Linked DNA regions of Zea mays: region 2 is linked to region 1. The links are chromatin contacts, called in public Hi-C maps. All regions are on one chromosome and are shown on one strand. The core of a region is the stretch at or near the end of the contact, and the rest is flanking DNA. Distances in the headings are between cores, read along the strand shown. Region 1 holds the start of LOC100216769 (putative dynein light chain type 1 family protein). Region 2 holds the start of LOC100278843.

Region 1 (5,684 bases), core at 2,768-5,267:
GAGCACCGTCCCGGGTTAGAAAGGTTGCTGGAGACTACCCATCTGGAGCTTGACTGGAAGCTGTTCGTCAACACGCATCAGGCCCCTACCTGGCGCGCCAACTGTCGGCGTTTCAACCCCGGGGGGTCCCTAGACCGACGAGTAAATTGTCGCCGCGTGTCCCAGCCCAGATGGGTCGGCGCGAGACGGAGCACGAAGGGGGGAAAAGGAGACAGGCGAAAGGGGAAACCCGCGGCCTTCGTGTTGTCCTGCGCCCAGGTCGGGTGCGCTTGTAGTAGGGGGTTACAAGCGTCCGCGTGGAAGAGAGCGAGGGACTTGCGCGTCAGCCCGTTCTCCCGCGCGGCCAACCTTCTCGTACGAGAGCCCTGGACCTTCCTTTTATAGGCATAAGGAGAGGGCCCAGGTGTACAATGGGGGATGTAGTAGTGTGCTAACGTGTCTAGCAGAGAGGAGCTAGATCCCTAAGTACATGACGTCGTGGCTGTCGGAGAGGTTCCCTGTTCATGTGATATCGTGGCCGTCGGAGGAGCGCTGGAGCCTTGCGGAAGGACAGCTGTCGGGGCTGCCGAGTCCTTGCTGACGTCTCCTTGCTTCCGTAAGGGGATGAGAGCCGCCGTCGTCATGGAGCACGCGGGGCGCCATCATTATTTGTTTACTGGGGCGAGCCAGATGGGACGCCGGTCTTGTTCCACGTAGCCTGAGCTAGCTAGTGGTAGGGTAATGATGGCCCCCCCTGTGACGTGGTCGGTCCGAGCCCTAGGTCGGGCGAGGCGGAGGCTCCTCCGAGGTTGAGGTCAAGTCTGTCTTCCGAGGTTGAGGTCGAGTCCGAGCCCCGGGTCGGGCGAGGCGGAGACCGTCGTTCGAGGCCAAGGCCGAGTCCGAGCCCTGGGCTCGGGCGAGGCGAAGTTCGTCGTCTTCCGGAGCCGAGGCTGAGTCCGAGCCCTGGGGTCGGGCGAGGCGGAGTTCGTCGTCTTCCGGAGCCGAGGCTGAGTCCGAGCCCTGGGGTCGGGCGAGGCGGAGTCCATCGTCTGAGGCCGAGACGGGGGCCGAGCCCTGGGGTTGGGCGAGGCGGAGCTTCCTATGGCGCCCGAGGCCAGACTTGGCTGCTGTCAGCCGGCCTCACTTCGTCGAGTGGCACAGCAGGCGGCGCTGTCTTCTTGTCAGGTCGGTCAGTGGAGCGACGAAGTGACTGCGGTCACTTCGGCTCTGTGGACTGGAGCGCGCGTCAGGATAAGGTGTCATGCGATCCTTGCATTAAATGCTCCTGCGATACGGTCGGTCGGCGTGGGGATCTGGCCAAGGTTGCTTCTCGGCGAAGACTGGGCCTCGGGCGAGCCGAAGGTGTGTCTGTTGCTTGAGGGGGCCCTCGGGCGAGACGTGAATCCTCCGGGATCGGCTGCCCTTGCCTGAGGCTGGGCTCGGGCGAGGCGAGGTCGTGTCCCTTGAGTGGACCGAGCCTTGACTTAATCGCACCCATGAGGCCTTTGCAGCTTGTGCTGATGGGGGTTACCAGCTGAGATTAGGAGCCTTGGGGTACCCCTAATTATGGTCCCCGACAATGTCCCTGTGTTATTTGTAAACCATTTGAAATTTCATATGAAGTTGTACCTCTCCCCTATAAATAGGTGACTAGTTCCATGCATAAGGGGACCTTTTCGAGGGCCTTTAGCTTCATCTTGTTTAGCCTTTGAAGTATCTTCGAGCTATCTTATGTGTAAAGCCGAAGGTACGTTTGTAAATTCAGTTCACATGGGGAAAGATGGAACGAAAAATGCTAGAGCATACGAGATGAGTGTCACACCACGCTGTTTATTGCTCTATCACACATTATTATTTCATCCACATTATCATTTTATATCTTCACTCTTGAGTTACCCTTCATAGAAGAGGTAACTAAAGGGAGAAGGTCTGAACCTTCTAACTTATGTTACCTTGTTTTTGATACCATGTTGTGATGAAAAGTAAGTAACTAATAGGGTGGATTGGAGATTCCATCACCTGGACCAACCTAACAAATCCCCCAAAACACACTACCAGCACCATTTGAATAGCCTACACGCCCGACCCACCCCCGCACACCAACCGCCACACCTCGATCAGCCCACACGCTGCAACCACCCATCGCACCCCCCCCCCCATGACCCCCCGTCCGAACAACTAAATTGAAATGTTAATGGAATGATTGAAATTGTAACGGAATGGTCGGATGAGTGAATGACCGAGACTGTAATAGAATATTGAAATTGTAATTGTAACAGAATAACTAAAATTGTAACAGAAATTATAATGGAATGACTAAAACTGTAACATAATGTCTAAAACTGTAACGGAAGGGCTGAATAAGTGAATGCATGAAGATTTAACAAAAATTTTGAAACTACTAACGAAATGATTCAAACTATCGCACTAACAAAATTGATGTGCACAGACATAATAAATAATTGGATCAGTTCCGTGGTCTGGTGGCCAGGTTGGTTCCACTAGCCGATCGGCTAGTTAACTTGCTGGTTAATTAGTTCGGTTGGACCATAGGCCACCTTTGGTGATAAATAGAGTGTATGTATGCAAGTTCGACCAATACAAATATTCATTGTGTGAGATAATCTTTATGCTTTTAGAGCTAAACCTTGTTTGTTTATCCTCTAGATTATATAATCTAGTTCAAATAAGTTAAGAGACAAATAAATAGTATAGATTATCAGAATGAATTATATAATTTAGGTATCTAGATTATGATAATCCATAAGCAGAACATTAAGTGTTTATTTTATATTATTGTTTGACTTTTTATCCACTAATAATTTATGTAAACAAATCCTTTAAATATAATTATATACACTAGATTATATAATCTATATAAAATAAGCTGAATTATATAATTTTGCAAGAAACAAACAGGCCTTGCATAAACGATGTAAAAGCCAAAAAAAATTTGATTTTGGTCCACGGCGTGACGTGACCATGCCATTCTTTGCATGGCCCTCCCTATGGCAAACAGATCTCTGCCAATCAGGAATCTTACAACGTGACCTTGACCGTGATCGCTGATGCAGCCTGGCACTCTGGCATACCAGAGCTGTGCCTCAGCAAAGTACTCCTACACTACACCGATGCAAATAATTCATCATTGCTTTGAACGGTTAATTTTTTAGTCTACAACAACAGCACCGCAGTACGGCCCCATGTTAGCAAGTTGCCACTCACAGACAAGAATGATTCAAGTTAGCTCTTCAGCTCCAAGCTATAAGGTTCAATATTTTACAATTGTCAGTATCATAGAAAAGCTGGACTGACCACGCCCTTCATGATGGACAGGCTGCTCAGGATGCTAACACTTTCCTTATCTTGGTCTTGAACAGCATCACTATGATTTTGTCCATGGAGAAGTAGAGGAAGCAGCCTCTGGAATGTGTCACAAAGGAACCGTAGCTCGTACCAACGATGCAGTGCCAGGTAGGCCCATACACTTTATCGAACTCCTGTTTGGATATATAGCAACAATTGAAGAGTGAAAAATTGAAGTTTGTTTTCACAAAGAACTAACTCATCCGAAAGACAGGATCGAAGAACAGAACAATTTGATGGATGGCTCTGTAGAAGGCAAGGCAAATATCATCAGAACGAGCATACCTTCTTCACATCATGGGCCAGTTGCCTTGAGCTGAACTTGTCCAAGTTGTCATGGGACCGCTTAGCGCACCGGAAGGCATGCAGCTGCATGAACGGCGGCATGTCTGCAGCCATGACCTTCACCCCGAGCACCGCAACGACTTCTTTCATGTTGATCTCCATCTCCGGCATAGATCTCCTTCCGGGCGCGACGTCGGCGACCTCTCTCTGCACCCGAGGCTTCTCAAGGCAGACGCCTTCGTCCTTCTGAACGGGAACGGGATTTGGAAGCTTGGCCTCAGGGACAGGCGGAGGATGCCTTGTCTCCTTTACGGTTCCCCTCCACTTCCCACCAAACAGCCATTGATCTGCCCTTGTTCTCCTGCTGCCATGGCGGGCTGCCATTGCTATGTCAATGCCTCTGCTACTCAGCTGGTTAATGGTTATTGGCTCTGGATCTGTATGGGCTTTCCTAAAGCCGTCTATATAACACCATGGGAGTGCCAGACGCAAGCGGAATCGTGTAGTCCGGGCACTTCTTAATCAATGGATTATTGTGGGTTTGGATACTCTGCAATGAGTGGGTGGGAGCAAGCAGTGGCGGACGCAGAACAAAATTCTAGGTGGGGCCAACAGTGCAAGAGACAAATCACCAGACTAGACTATAAATATAGATTAATGATAATAACATGAATGTTAAATGATAATATCTAGTGTTTCCAAAATGATATGAATACCAAAAAACCTTTTTGGCTACCAAAAGGAGAGCTATAGAGAAAAAATAGGTGGACTGACTGAGGACGAGGCACTAGAGCGGAGCAGCCGCATCGGCGCGTCGTTCTGGCGAGTCATCGAAATTGTCGTGAGATGGCGTTGGTGAGACGACGACAGCTAGGAGGAGCGAGTGCAGGAAGCAAGGTAGCGATAGATGACGGCAAGCGACACCCATTGTCGTGTTGCAACGACGCGGTGAGACTCTAATGAGTTAGCGAGGGACATATGACACCACGGTCCCACCAACAACTTGCTCATCTGCTGGTGCGGACTAGGAGGCAAAATATCAACGTTGTCTGCAGGATCCCGACGAGTCGACGAGCTGATGAGTGATGAGAAGGTAAGGTGCGCTGCAACGGGCGGGTTAGGTCACCGACTTACTGGTCAGTCGATGACCGAAGACCGAAGAAGTGAGTGAGCCACGACTGGGCTTGCGCTAGGGAAGAGAATCAAATGGCTCAGATAAAGAGTGGACTGAGTAGTGAAGCGTCGATAGAAAAATAGATCAAAACCTAGTTTTAATTAGATTTGTCCACGCTAACTATACAAAAATTTGTTTATTTTGGTGTGTACCTAAACCTAGGTATAAGGGGTTAAAAAATTGAGGTGGGGCCATGGCCCACCTTGCCCACCCCTTGGATCCGCCACTGGGAGCAAGGGACAAAATTTTATTTTTTCTGAACATAAAGAAAGCCGCAGACCATGTGCAGATTGCCTTATTCTGCGCTAAACTGATGGAGCTGGTGCCCTGTATCGTGGAGAAAAGATAGTGTGTAGCTGGTTAGCTGCTGCTGCTGCATTAAGACCAGATTTGATGGATCATAATCTCTAATCATTATGACAGAAAAGGAACAGCAAGTCTTCAACCACCTTGCTATGCCGCTCACAGTATACTGTATTATACAGGTGTCGGTAGAGTTAGGATCTAATTTTGTGACAGTCCATGCAAGCTTCTCATCCCCAGGAAATGGATTGGAAACTTTGTCCTGCTAGATTTAAGAAATCTTGCGGTGTCTACTTAGTCAAATCCGAGAGCACTTAATAATAAACAGTTGATCTATACTTGCGCACGCATTGTTAACACATAAACAGAGGGAAGTAGGAATCCATATCGTCTTGCTGTCTTGCCCTTGATTAAGGGCAAGGCAAGATCTTGGCATCCTGTGGCTTGTAGAGGTGGAGGAAGGTCTTGTAGAGGTGGAGGAGGATCCCACCGATGCCGCCTTGATCTGGACATTGCCGCCGCCCTGTAGAGGTGGTGGTTTGGTCTCTGGACCCCTTGGGGCTCCATGGTCCGTAGC
Region 2 (6,187 bases), core at 1,858-4,357, 180 kb before region 1:
TTATGGTAATTACGAATAGCATAAATCAAGGAATTGTCTTTCCAATGTGCATGCAAAAAATATGCATGCAGTAAACTGATATACGAACTCCATGTTCAAGCATAAGATCGTACAATTTTTAGCGTAAATAGTACATGTGATAGGCATAAAACACAATAATCGAAAGACAACACGAATCGGAGGGGGTAGTCGCCGGAGGACGTCGTCGACGACACAAGCACATATGGAGGTCGTCACTCGAGCCGCCCAAACTACGCCGGATCGGAGGATGCCACGCACGATCGTCGATATGTGCACCTCGCGCCTTCCATGACGCTGCTCGAACCTCGCGCCTCCTGCGGCGCCGTCGCTACTCGCACGTCGGGGGGCGCCGCTTGCTCATCCGCCTTGGGAGTGCCGCCGCCTCGGTGCCCCGGGGACACCGTCGCTTGCCCGCACAGGGGCCCGCCGTCGCTCGCCCTCTGGATCGGTGAGTCGCCTCCACCGACCTGGGAACCGCCGCCACTACTCCGGATCGAGGAACCGCGGCCACCGCGTGTCCGGATCAGGGAGCCACGGCCACCGCATCCACCAACCTTGGGTCCGCGTCGCGCACGCTCTCAGGCAACCGCCGCCATTGCATGCGCCTGGGTGGGCGTCGTCACTAATGAATCAGGATGGGACATGAAAAACTGAACCCTAGCACTTCAGGTCTTCTTTTATAGACGTCCGAACCTGGTCCGGCTCGACCGGATTGCACCGTCCGACCTGGGCTTTCTCTAGTTATTGGAAGCCCAGGGCTCGTAATATACAATATATATATATATATAGGTCCTGCAATATGCAGGAGGGGCTGTAGGGGCGACTGGGTGACCAGGTCGACTAGAACACGATTAGTCGACCTAGTCGTCGTCTTAATCGCGATTAGTCGCCTGGTTCCCCAGGTGTGTCAATTAGCAAGTCGCTCAACTTCAAATCACTGTAAGAGTCACCACATCATCGATGGGTATGAAGAGTAAAGAAGTTAGTCGAACCAACTAGGATTTATTTGGGTAGTTGGAATGTAGTGTCACTTACATGTAACTTAAGAGAGTTAGTTGAGACAGTGACCAGAAGACATGTAAATATCTTATGTGTTCAAGATACTAAATGGAAGGGTCAGAAGGCGAAGAATATGGACCATACATGCTTTAAGCTTTAGTACATAGGGACAAGTAAAAATAGAAAAGAACAGCTAAAAATAGAAAAGTACAGCTTATAAAAATAGAAGGTTATCTTAAGTTCTTCATCATACTTTATTGCATTTTATGTTCTTCATCATATAGGAGGGGAGGTTCGAATTAACAACTTATAAAAATGTATGAATTTATTGAATTACATATCGTTTGCCATCAATTTGTTGGGAAAATGATCGCTGGTAAGCTCCAGGCAGGTCAGAAGATTGGAGGAGCTCTGCCCTAAAGTTTACGGAAGGTGTGCTCTCAGCCGCACATGTTTTCAAGTGAGAAGAATAACTCATTGTTACTGAATTGTATGAATGTGATGTGTTATGCTGGTAATGACTTTGCTTTGAGAGTAGGCAAGTTAGTCAAGCAATTCACCTGGTGTGGTGGTGTTTCATGTGGTTTCGTGAGTAGATGGCCATGATCTTTTAATTTGGGAATGTAAAGTCTATATAACCTTTGTGTTGTGCAAAGCATATATGAACAGGGACTAGGTCCCTTAGATCTAGAAAATGTATGTTGGGCAATAAGTAATGCACAATCAGAGGTAACCCACTCATGCTAGTTGTGTGTGTTGCAGTCGTATTATTCATGTCTTGCAGTCACTGATTTGAAAAAAAAAATATCACATGCAGAGTCAATCAATATCCTTTCACCCCATGCTTCTGTTTTACTCCACAGCAACCATGCATAACATGTCCTGTTTGAGAGCACGGTTAGATCGAAACCCGAAAGGATCTATTAACCACCAAAGAGCACCGAAGCATAACCACCAAAGAAAAATATGTGAATGAGAACGACACCGAGGCATAATGTTTTTTATTGAGGTTTGTGATATGCCTACATCCCTGGGGCATGACAACAGGCACACCTCACTAGGTTTGCGATATGCCTACATCCCCTTGGCATGGCTACTAGCATGCCTCACCAGCTCCCCATAAAAAAGCAGTTATACCGGCATCCAAGCGATCCAACGGTCTCGCCGCCATCCAAACTAGCTGCCAATTCATCTCATGGTTACAACAGAGGTTGCCTCACATTTATGGCCCCCTGGAATATAAAATTCAACTCCAGCTCTATCCTAACCCCTAATACAACTCAAGTGGTAAGGTAACCCAACTGCACGCATAATCGACACATGTCTAACATGTCCTCGCTGGCAGTCTGTTGTTTATGTGCATAAACGTTGAATATGAAGAAGTACTCAAAGTTTTCAAGGTCGATGGAGTTCAGCGACATGGAAATTGTTGGTTGGCACTTGGAACATGGAAGCTGAAGGTACCGGTTGCAATTTTTGCAATCTAAAGCTGATACTTTAAGCCCTTAACCAGTAACAATTAGAATGGATCACTTAAGGGTTCGACGACAAGGCATTGAAATAAAATACAACTGCAATGAATCAGAAATACAGCGTTCAACCCCCCCCCCCCCCCCCCCCCCCCCCCCCCTGTGCAAAATTAAGTCGAAAAGTAAAGGCCCGCTAGTACCAATCAGTGATAAGTCGTAAGTCACAGAAATCTAAGCACTGAACAATTTACAGAGAAAGCAAAAATTCTGGTTGATTATTGCTCCGGGGAGTTAATGGGAGGGAGTGTTCCAGCGATTTATTACCGACCTGAAGAGCGGGATCTGGAGCATCAGGAGGAGGAAGTAGACTCGGGAGGCGTAGATAGAGATCCGGCGGCTTGTCCAACCGCCGCCCACCCGCCGGCGCTGCACCTCGACCCACCCCGGCCCCGCCGGTGTCGGCGCCGACGAGCTCGGCCGCGCCTCCCCCACCGCCCTCTCTCTCCTCCTCTGTGGCGCCATGGGTCGCCTACACCGCCGGCTTCCTGTTGCTTCAGTTACCAAATCATGGTCGTGACGACTGACGAGCCAAGGCGCGAGCGCGACTTTAAACAACTGGTTCAACGGATCGGATTATAGATCAATTATTATTAGGTCTTATTCGTTTCTGTCGGATTGGTGGGTCGGAATAATTCCTATCCGGATTGCTTCTCTAATTTATATAAACTTTGATTAGCTGGAACGATTACGGGTGTAATCCGACTTAAACGAACAAGAGGGTCTGTTCGGATATGCCGGATTCAACCTCCGGAATAATTCCACTTGGAATGATAGTTTAATTTATATAGTAATTGATCATCTAGAATAGTTCCGGGTCTCGTTCCGATGTAACCGAACAGGCCCTTAGGGCATGTTGGGTTGTCCAGGGTTGGACACAGAATTATTCAATCAGCAACGACCGCTATGCAAGCAGTCTTTTTGTGCAAGCGTGTAAGGAAATCAACTGATCCATTAGATCGTGATCAAACCGTAGCTCATATTTAACACTTAAACTCTTCCACCACTAGCTCAATAATATTTATAAAAACCCTCTAACACACTATGGTTGTATCTGTGGTTGAATCGTAATCTGATGGATCTGATGGTTTGTTTACACGCTTGCACAGAAAGACTGCTTGCATAATAGTCGTTGCCGATAAAATCTTATATAAAATAGGTAAACAATTTAGACAGGAATAGTTCTAGACCACCATTCCTAAGCAACCGAACAGGCCTAATGGGTCCAATTATCGAGTCGGCTGATTGGAAAACACAGCTGTAGTTTATAATATAAAAGGTTAAACGGATCGGATTATAGATCAATTATTAATGGATCGAATTATTGCATCGGCTGATTGGAAAAAAGTAAAAAACAATGGCAGATTCCAGTTACAGCTAGTTTATAATATAAATTTAATCAGTTTAAAATTTAATATAGATAAGAAATAAAATAACTCATCTAAATGGTTTCTAAAAGTCTACAACTCTAGTTTTGGTATTTTCTGGAGCTCTTAATAACCTACTGTATCAACTCCACTAAATTTTCTAAAATTAGAGTACTTCCAAAAAGAGCGGCTAATTGATGAGTCTCAAATCGTCAACCTCAAGGCCCGAACCAGGGGAGGACTAATTGTTGGGCGGACAAAGAAAGTTTGATGCATGATTTAGGCCTGGTTAGAGCTTTAGCTTTTAGTTCCATAGCTCTTGGTTTTGGATTTCTAAAAGTTGGTTTGTGAAAATTCGAGTCTGACAACTCAGCTTTATCCTCGTCGTGTTGGCCATATGGCCCAATCTACAGAGCAAAAGGATGAGCATGATGTTGAATGTAAACGATCATTTCATCATATTTTTAGATGGTCAAAATTATACATGTTCATATTGAACACATCTAATGGATGACTTGTGGCCTAGCCCACGAAAGCTCGATACATATCTATCATAGCTCTACGTCAATTGACCTCATGTCGGCATGGCACGGGGCTCATGTCGTGTGTTGGGCCATAGGGGAGGTTGTGGTGCAAACAAGATCAGTTTCATTCTACCTGTTTCTTTAGAATATTTATATTGCGGACCCTCCCTCATCGGGACCCACTAAGGCTTTGTTTGAGTACTCTAGTATTGACCTCAATACATGTGGATTAAGCTCAATACTAGAGTACCCAAACTAGGCCTAACTCTATTTAATTTCCCCTCTCGTCCTCAGCTGCAACTGAGTTGCAACTGACTTTCTCGTCTCTCACCTTTACCTCCTCTTTCATCCTGGCTCCTTGTCTATGTGAGGTAGATGCCACCAATGATCCACCATCGTCGCTACTGCACCATGGCTCCAATGCTCTATAAATCATCTTCTCTATCTCTGTTGGAGCGATGGCTGTCCTCCCCCTCGATCAATCTTCTTTAACACCAATGGAACATGCTTTATTGCAGATGCAGGAAGACAAGGGTGCCTCGATCGGTATCAGAACCGAGGTCTTCATCTAGAATTGTTGAAGGCATCGAAGCAAAGGGCTGCACCGCTTAAGAGGGGGCTCCTTGTAGCTTCGTGAAGGCGACCTCACCGCTCGAACGGTTCCAACCAACGATAGTCCCGACAAGGTCGAAGACCTGTCATCATAGGGCGAAGGGTACCACGCGCAGAAGAGGGCCGCGATGCCCTACGGCGGGCCCAGGCCGCGTTCTGCTATCATTCGGGCCCATTTGTAAGCCCTCTTTGGGGTAGGGTTTGTAGTACATTTGATCAGGCTGTACTTAACATCGCTGTAATGACCCTATAAGGGGGAATATTTTGGAGCTATAGCAGGTGACCGGGGCATAATTGTACTTAGGATGGCTTACCCACCTACCTGGATACCTATAAATACTCCCGCATTGTACACTGATGGGACACGCTTAACAAGATGCTATAGTTCCCCGCTTATTGTTCTGTTGAGCACCAGAGTTCACCCTTTCCTGAGTGATTGGGCCCACTTGACCACGTGTCAGTTGGTACCAACATTTGGCGCCCACCGTTCGTGCTATGACAAAGCAATCTCGCGATGGCCCCCAAGAAAGCGACTTCCAAGGCCACCACCTCTCTAGACGACGTGGCAAAGTCAGCCCTTACCGAGATGAAAGGCAAGGCAGCCCTCGTCGGCGACGCTTCCCAAGATGCTCCCAAAAACAATGACGGAGCAGTCAACTGCAAGCGTCCTCGAACAGAGAATCCACCCACCCCCGAAGGCATCACTTGCACGTGCAGTGCTAAGGGCCTCCCTTGGAACCCCTCAGGTTTGACCCCCCTGGAGGTTGATGACATCATCGAGGACGGCGAGGTCCTAGGCATCTCAGCTGAAGACCAGCTAAAGTTAAGTGCACTTCGCATTAAAAATAATCACCTATAAAACAGAAGGAGATACTCGTGGCCAAGCGGCAGCGCACCAACATGCAAGCCAAAGTAAGGCAGGTGATCGTAGAAGAAGAGCAGAAAGCTAGAGAGTTGGAGCAGCAAATCGCAGAAATGCATGGCGAAGACCTCTACCACCAGCAGCAGGCCCACGCGCTCAAATTAAACCCTCATCACCCCCACATACCAGCCTTCGCACCAGCTGCCTTCCGTGGGTTAAATTACCTTGATGAACGAAGCCCTCTTGAACCAAAGCTTCAGGCCTCCCCTTGGCCGC

What was found. Hi-C and Micro-C count contacts between places; a contact is called where the count stands out from the background.
Region 2: a Hi-C map of tassel shows a contact between it and region 1, with 2.4 times the contacts expected there. The contact joins the promoter of LOC100278843 here to the promoter of LOC100216769 in region 1. A contact is called at or near these places in 2 of 25 Hi-C or Micro-C datasets (ear and tassel).

The regions. Positions count from the first base shown.
Region 1 is chr8:63,194,005-63,199,688 of Zm-B73-REFERENCE-NAM-5.0, reverse strand. It overlaps LOC100216769 (putative dynein light chain type 1 family protein), which reads right to left and starts at 4,017. Exons shown (of 2, transcript NM_001143168.1): 1 at 3,631-4,017; 2 at 2,908-3,479. The coding sequence starts at 4,014. The coding sequence ends at 3,321.
Region 2 is chr8:63,368,977-63,375,163 of Zm-B73-REFERENCE-NAM-5.0, reverse strand. It overlaps LOC100278843, which reads right to left and starts at 3,107. Exons shown (of 3, transcript NM_001151988.1): 1 at 2,818-3,107. The coding sequence starts at 3,011.